Regions from separate parts of the Rattus norvegicus genome. Here region 1 is linked to region 2. The links are chromatin contacts, called in public Hi-C maps. All regions are on one chromosome and are shown on one strand. The core of a region is the stretch at or near the end of the contact, and the rest is flanking DNA. Distances in the headings are between cores, read along the strand shown. Region 1 overlaps Atox1 (antioxidant 1 copper chaperone). Region 2 has its middle 37 kb from the start of Slc36a1.

Evidence for each region. A called contact is a pair of places that touch in the nucleus more often than the background predicts.
Region 1: a Hi-C map of the A7r5 cell line shows a contact between it and region 2, with 10 times the contacts expected there. The contact joins two enhancer-like sites. A contact is called at or near these places in 8 of 12 Hi-C or Micro-C datasets (the A7r5 cell line, the Rat2 cell line, Schwann cells and 4 more).

What each region holds. Positions count from the first base shown.
Region 1 is chr10:40,064,088-40,067,248 of GRCr8, forward strand. Atox1 (antioxidant 1 copper chaperone) reads right to left here. Exons shown (of 4, transcript NM_053359.2): 4 at 1,438-1,581. Among named protein-coding and RNA genes, the nearest start is that of Atox1, 15 kb to the right of the region's middle. Within about 2 kb of position 1,609, at least 12 of the 93 cell types and tissues checked have an H3K27ac peak or open chromatin away from gene starts, as enhancers often do.
Region 2 is chr10:39,860,616-39,863,560 of GRCr8, forward strand. No RefSeq gene overlaps it. Among named protein-coding and RNA genes, the nearest start is that of Slc36a1, 37 kb to the left of the region's middle. Within about 2 kb of position 1,641, at least 2 of the 93 cell types and tissues checked have an H3K27ac peak or open chromatin away from gene starts, as enhancers often do.

The sequences.
Region 1 (3,161 bases), core at 359-2,858, 200 kb after region 2:
CATGGCTGGCCAAGGGCAGAGCTGATCTCGTCCCAGGCCCAGCAGGGTCGAGTGTCTGGTAAATGCCAGAGGATCCACATTCAGTTCCCTTTACCTTTACCATTGTAACTCCAGCTCCAAAGGTCTGATGTCCTCTTCTGGTCTCCCCAGGTACCCAGACACTTGCAGGTACACATACTTACTCATGGTGGCACATGCCACTAATCCGAGCACGTGGGAGGCAGAAGCAGGCACTTCTCCAGAGTTTCAGGATAACCAGGGCCACATAGTGATGCACTGACTCATAAGAACAGTGGGCAATGGGCACTTTACAAACTTCCTATGCACAGCAGACAGCTGTAGACAGTCGCATGGCTTTCTCCTGGCTTGGGAAAATGGAATTCTGGCTTTCAGTATAAGTGGGCAGAAAACTCCACATCGTTTGTGAGGTGGACCTAGTTTCCTCTTTCCAGCTCCTGGACCCCAGCCTAGGTCAAGGGGCAATGACTGTCAGGATCATCAATTTCTCCCTTGATCCAGTCAAGATGGTCTGACATCTAAAATCTGTTCAAAAGCATCTCAGACACCAAGTGTGTTCTGTATGGTCTTGGGATCCAACTGGGCCATCTCTCTGGTTCCCAGCTTGGCAGCAATTCAATACCTCACACCCATGGGCTTTTTTTTTTTTTTAAGTTACACAACTTTTAAAAAGTAGTGACACACGCCTTTAATTCCAGCACTCAGGAGCAGAGGCAGGAGGATCCAAGTTTGAGGTCAGTCTGTCTACAGAGCAAATTCCAAGACAGCCAGTGCTGCAAAGAGAATTCCTGTCTTAAAAAACAAGACAAAACAAACAAACAAAGCTACACAGACTAAACACAGCCTTGCTTCGCCAAGCAGCTCTGTAAAGGCAGTGGAGGTCTTTGAGGGGGAGGGGAGGACATAGGAGTCCTCCATCTGTGATCCATGAAATATGGAAATGTTAGTGAGCAGTGGGTGCTGGGGGATAACTCCAAATAGTTCACACTCAGTGACTCATTGTGTCTATATAAGGATCACACCTATTTGCTGAAGATACTGTTATCTCTCAGGGCTTGAACACTGACAGGTTAAGTAAAACAGCTGGGAGGTGCTGGAGCCCAAACCCTACCGGAGTAGCCTGTCTTCACGGTGGCTTCCCATTTTTCTAACTGCTTTCAAGTCTCCTCTCTTACATTCAGTTCACTTGGTAGCTTTTCCAATACAGAGTCTACAGAGTGAGAAGATAATCACTGATCTGGCCCAGTGATTCCCATTGCAGAGAGGCTCAGAGAGAGCAGTAGGCTGCTCAAGATCACACAGCAGAGAATGGGTGTGTGCTGGGAACCTGACCTTGAATGGGAAGCCCTAGCAACAAAGGCAAGCAAGAGCAGCCATCCTGTGGATGAGCAAGCAGTACCAAGAACACACAACAGACACTTCATCAACAAATGCAGCTTGACTTTAATTGCAAGGAAGCTGGCAGGGAGCCAGCAGGGAAGGCCTGTCTGGGCTGGAATTCCATGGCGGAGCTGGACTGAGCAGTTGGTGTTCCAGATCAGCGGGGGAGACCAGATCAACAGTCTAGGAGAAAGAGAAAATAAGGCGGATCAATGGCGCCACCTACTGTGAATGGGAAACATTGCATTTCAGTCTGTGGCAGCCTCTCTGCACTGCCCATGGTTACTGGTGCCTGCAAAGGTGAAACTCTGTATGGTTAGTCTGTTACAAAGTAACCAGATGTGGAACTTTGGGTCTGGGTGAGGGGCAGGAGCGGACTATTTCCACACAGAGCTTATACATGTTTGGCACTCCCAGACTGAAAAATCAGAGAACTAGGCTTGGCTGACTTCTGTAATACCAACACTGGAGATAGAAGCAGAAGGATCAGGAGTTCAAGGCCAGCCTGAACTACACGATTTCATTAATAACAACAACAACAATTAAAAAAAATGCCAGAAGGTGGTGATGCACTCCTTTAATTCCAGCACTCAGGAGGCAGAGGGAATCTCTGAGAGTTTTGGCTCTCCCAGAGTGGCAGGAAGCAGACTGGCACCATCAGAGGAAATAGTGGGGGTGACTGAGGAACCACTGCTTGATGGACATGAGGTATTTTTCTCAGACACTGAAAATGTTCTGAAGTAGGTACAGGTGTGGTTATGCTCCACCACAAATGCATAGTCTTATGAATGGCGCCCACGAACACGGCTAACTATATCACGTCAACTGCATTTTCGCCTTGATAACAAAAGCCACAAGGAGCAAACCCGCACTTTGCCACCAGCAGGCGCTACTTTAGTTACGGGGGCTGTTCTTCCTTCCTCCCAGTTCCTCTCCACAGAGACCATGCTTATCAAATACAACTTTTTCCATAGTTAAACAAACCCTTTTGGTTTGTTTTGTTTGTTGCTTGGTTTGTTTGATACAGGGCTTCTCTGTGTAGCCCTGGCTGGCCTTGAACTCAGAAATCTGCCTGCCTCTGCTTCTCGGCTGAGATTAAAGGTCTGTGCATCACCACCCAGCTAAATAAACATTTTCCTAAGGATGGTGTTAGTATTCGAGTCACCATATGTGTGTGTGAAGGCCCAGGGCAGGTTTAGTCTCTCCTTCCACCTTTAGGAGAAGATCAAACTCAGCTCTCTTAGGCTTGCATACAAGGTGCCTTTACCCACTCTGCCTTCTTCCTGGAGCTCACACACAGCCTTACGTGGACGACTACCTGGGGACTCAACCTGTAATCACAACATTTGAGGAGTTAGGGCAGAAGAATTGTTGCCACTTCCAGATGGCCTGGGTTAGCTCTATTTCAAAAATGATTTTTTAAAAGTAGAGAAAACCTTTACATGGAGGTCCAAGACACAATAAGGTTGTTTGGAGAGATGGAGGCCAGTGTCCCACCCATTCACCCAATCCACAAAACCCAGGGATGCTGGACCATGCTGGATGTGGGCCCCAAGCACAGCAAAAGCTGTTGTAGAGGACAAGCCTTAAGGAGGCTGCACAGGAACCAGGAAAGCCAGCAGGGCAGAGTAGAGGGGTTTGTCTCCTTCCTAGATTAAATCTCAGACACATAAAATATGTCCAAGTCACATCTGAACTAGAGCAAAGCTGAACCCCAGACTCCATGCTGGAGCATTCCTGGACATGGACCAAATCCATAGCCA
Region 2 (2,945 bases), core at 391-2,890:
CCTTGGCCATCTGATTAGCCTTATGCCTGGCTGTGCTAGGGGCCGATGTGGCTCCATCAACCCTCCCTGGTCTATAGGTACCTCAGCTGCAGATTCGACCAACTGAACATCGGAACTAGTAGGAAACATTGCACTTACTATCGAGGATGAACAGGCTTTGTGGCTCCCTCGGCTCTCATCCACATGATCTCAGGTATGAGAAACAAGGTAGAGAGGACAGGCAGTATGTAGGAAGACCTCTTTAGGTTGCAAGCAAGCAGCACAGTGTTTATACAGGAGACTGAAGCTTCCACAGAGCTCGGCGTCCTTGGCAGGCCTAGGAATCAATGACATGGATGATGAGTCTCTGTACTTGGCCCCTTGCCTAGCTGCTAAACTGCTGAAGGCATTGGTTAAACGAGTGTCTCTCCCCTCAATGTCTGCCCTAGGGGTGAGCCTGTCCCCGAGCAATTTCGTGTTAATCTCACCAAGCAATTTCCTTGGCTGGACCTTGGAGGCTTATCAGAGAATCTGAGAAAATTCTAGACTGTCTTTGACAAGTCAGGTCCCAGAGGGTGCTCATACATTTCAGGAGGTAGCCACGGCTGTCAATGAGCACTGGGTCAGTGCCCTAACACAGTGGCAGCTCACCAATTCACCATGTCCCACCGTAACGGTGACTGTCACTTTGCGCTGAAGCAGCTGTGGGCCTTGGGCAAGTCACTCCCCTTCCTAGAGCGTCATATCTGATCTTCTTTTCCAGCCAGATCTTTGAGACTCTCCCTTATCTTTATCTCAAAAGGGCATAGACTTCTCTGGCTGAGTCCCTCTATCATAATTCCAAAATTTTCTTAAGGTTTCTGGTCATGGCACCCAGCCCCTGCCAAGATCTGTGTCTTTATATTTCCAGTAAACACATTCACTCTTTCCAGAAATCCTTGATAGCCCTAAGACTGACTCTGTCTCTCTCTGTCTCTGTCTCTCTCTGTCTCTCTCTCTCTCTCTCACACAGAGAGGAATGTTCTGTTGCTTACACATTGTCAAGCTGTATCTCTCTCTTCTCCTCATCAGGAATTGCCCCTGCCTGCCTCCTGCAGCCCTTCAGATGACATGCTGGGGGTCCTTGCTTTGTTCCCTTCCTTCAGACGCCCTCCTTTTCACTCGGTTCCAGATTGCTGATATTCTTAATGTCCTCAAGAACAGGTGTAGGGATCCAGGAGAGGCCTGGACTAGATCCTCAAGATTGAGCAGATTTCCACCTCTCAAGATTATAACCCTCTGGTTCTTGGTACCACTTAACACTAGAGTTCTGGGCTGGCCTAGTTCAGAACCCTGCCCCATGGGTTACTCTCACTGCTGCTGTATCTGGGCTCCTATATTTGAGATGGCTTCATAAACTCACATGCAGGGCAGACCTTCATCACTCCTGAACTCAGTGACCTTGTGCATTTAAATTACTGGCAATACAAGCTATTTTAGTTTCGATGTGCCTCACCCCCTCCCCATAAATGGGGATGACAGAACCTATGTCAGGAGGGTTTCAGAAGGGTTAGGTGACTTGGGACAATAGTCATGCCAGGTGCCTGACTTCCAGCAAGTGATCGACAAGTGGCTGTAGGATGGTGGCTACTGTCAGTGAGCTCTGTTGTGTTACTGCGAAGACATCTGCTGGCCAGACTCAGAATGTTTGGATCTAGAGCCCAAGAGAATTGGCTTGAAGAGAGGATTGATTGATTCTTAAGCTCAGGGAGCCCTCTAGTGGTCGATATGAGAAGGTGCACAAAGGAAGGCGGTTGGGGCTTTGGGCCCACTCTGAGTGAGTGCTTCTCTGAGGACCTAGGAGTAAGAACATGACCAATTCGGTGGTCCCAAAACACAGTTCTTTTGATCTGAATAGGGATTTTGCTTGTGTTGGGAGAAATTGACTGGTGGCCTGGACGTAGCTGATGGGCAGTCCCAGCACTGCCTAAATGGAATATGGCAGTGAACGTAGGGTAAGCACTCCAAGCTCACTTTCAGCTACAGAGTAAGCTCGAGGGCAGCCTGGGCTGCATGAGGCACTGTCTAAAAAAAATTAACCGTGATACCCTCATATGACAGTTGTTAGGAGTCAGCTGTCATTGCAGTTTCCAGCGGTTAATAGTCATCCCGACTAGGTTTAGAATTACTCAGGAAACACACTTCCTGGGCACGTCTCAGGACTTTCCAAAGAGGCTTAACTGGATCAGTCTTTGAAGTGATTGCAGGTCCCACCGAGTTGGCAATATGACCCATTACAGTAACCAATGTGATACTATTTACGTATTTGTCTGCCGGGGAAAAGAAGAATTCCAGAAGGACTTCGGTAAAGAAGCAAAGGAACCCATTGGGGGGAAGACAGTCTTTTCAACAAGTGGTGTGGAAGACTGAGTATCCTCATCTAAAAAGCTGAGCGAGACCCAGGCCCATTAGTAAAACAAAACTATGAAAGATAGCATAAAATCACAGAAGTCATCCTACAAGAACATACAAACCATCTTTGGTATAGCAGCGACTTTTTAAAAGAATCACCCAGGAGACACCTGGTCATGTCTTTGAGGGAGTGTCTAAAGAGGTTTAACCGAGGCAGAGACTGGCCTTGAGTGTGGGATGGAGTCTCAGACTGGATAAAATAGGAGGAATAGAAGTCCAGTCGGACAACAGTGTATACCACACATGAAGGGAAGAATTGCTAACGTAGACTGCCTGAAAACTTCTGCCGTGTTCCGCAATGTGCAGTGTGATTCCAGTATCTGAGAGACTGAGGCAGGAGGAGCTAAATTATTTTATATTATAGGATCATGGTAGATGTTCTGTCACAACACCAGGAATGAGCCCTGCTCTGTACAGTGGACTTTGACTCTTGGTGGACCTACGTTGGTTCACTGGTGTGAGAAATGGGCCATTCTATCAAGGGAGGCCCATGCATGTGTAAGGGGCTTGGCTGA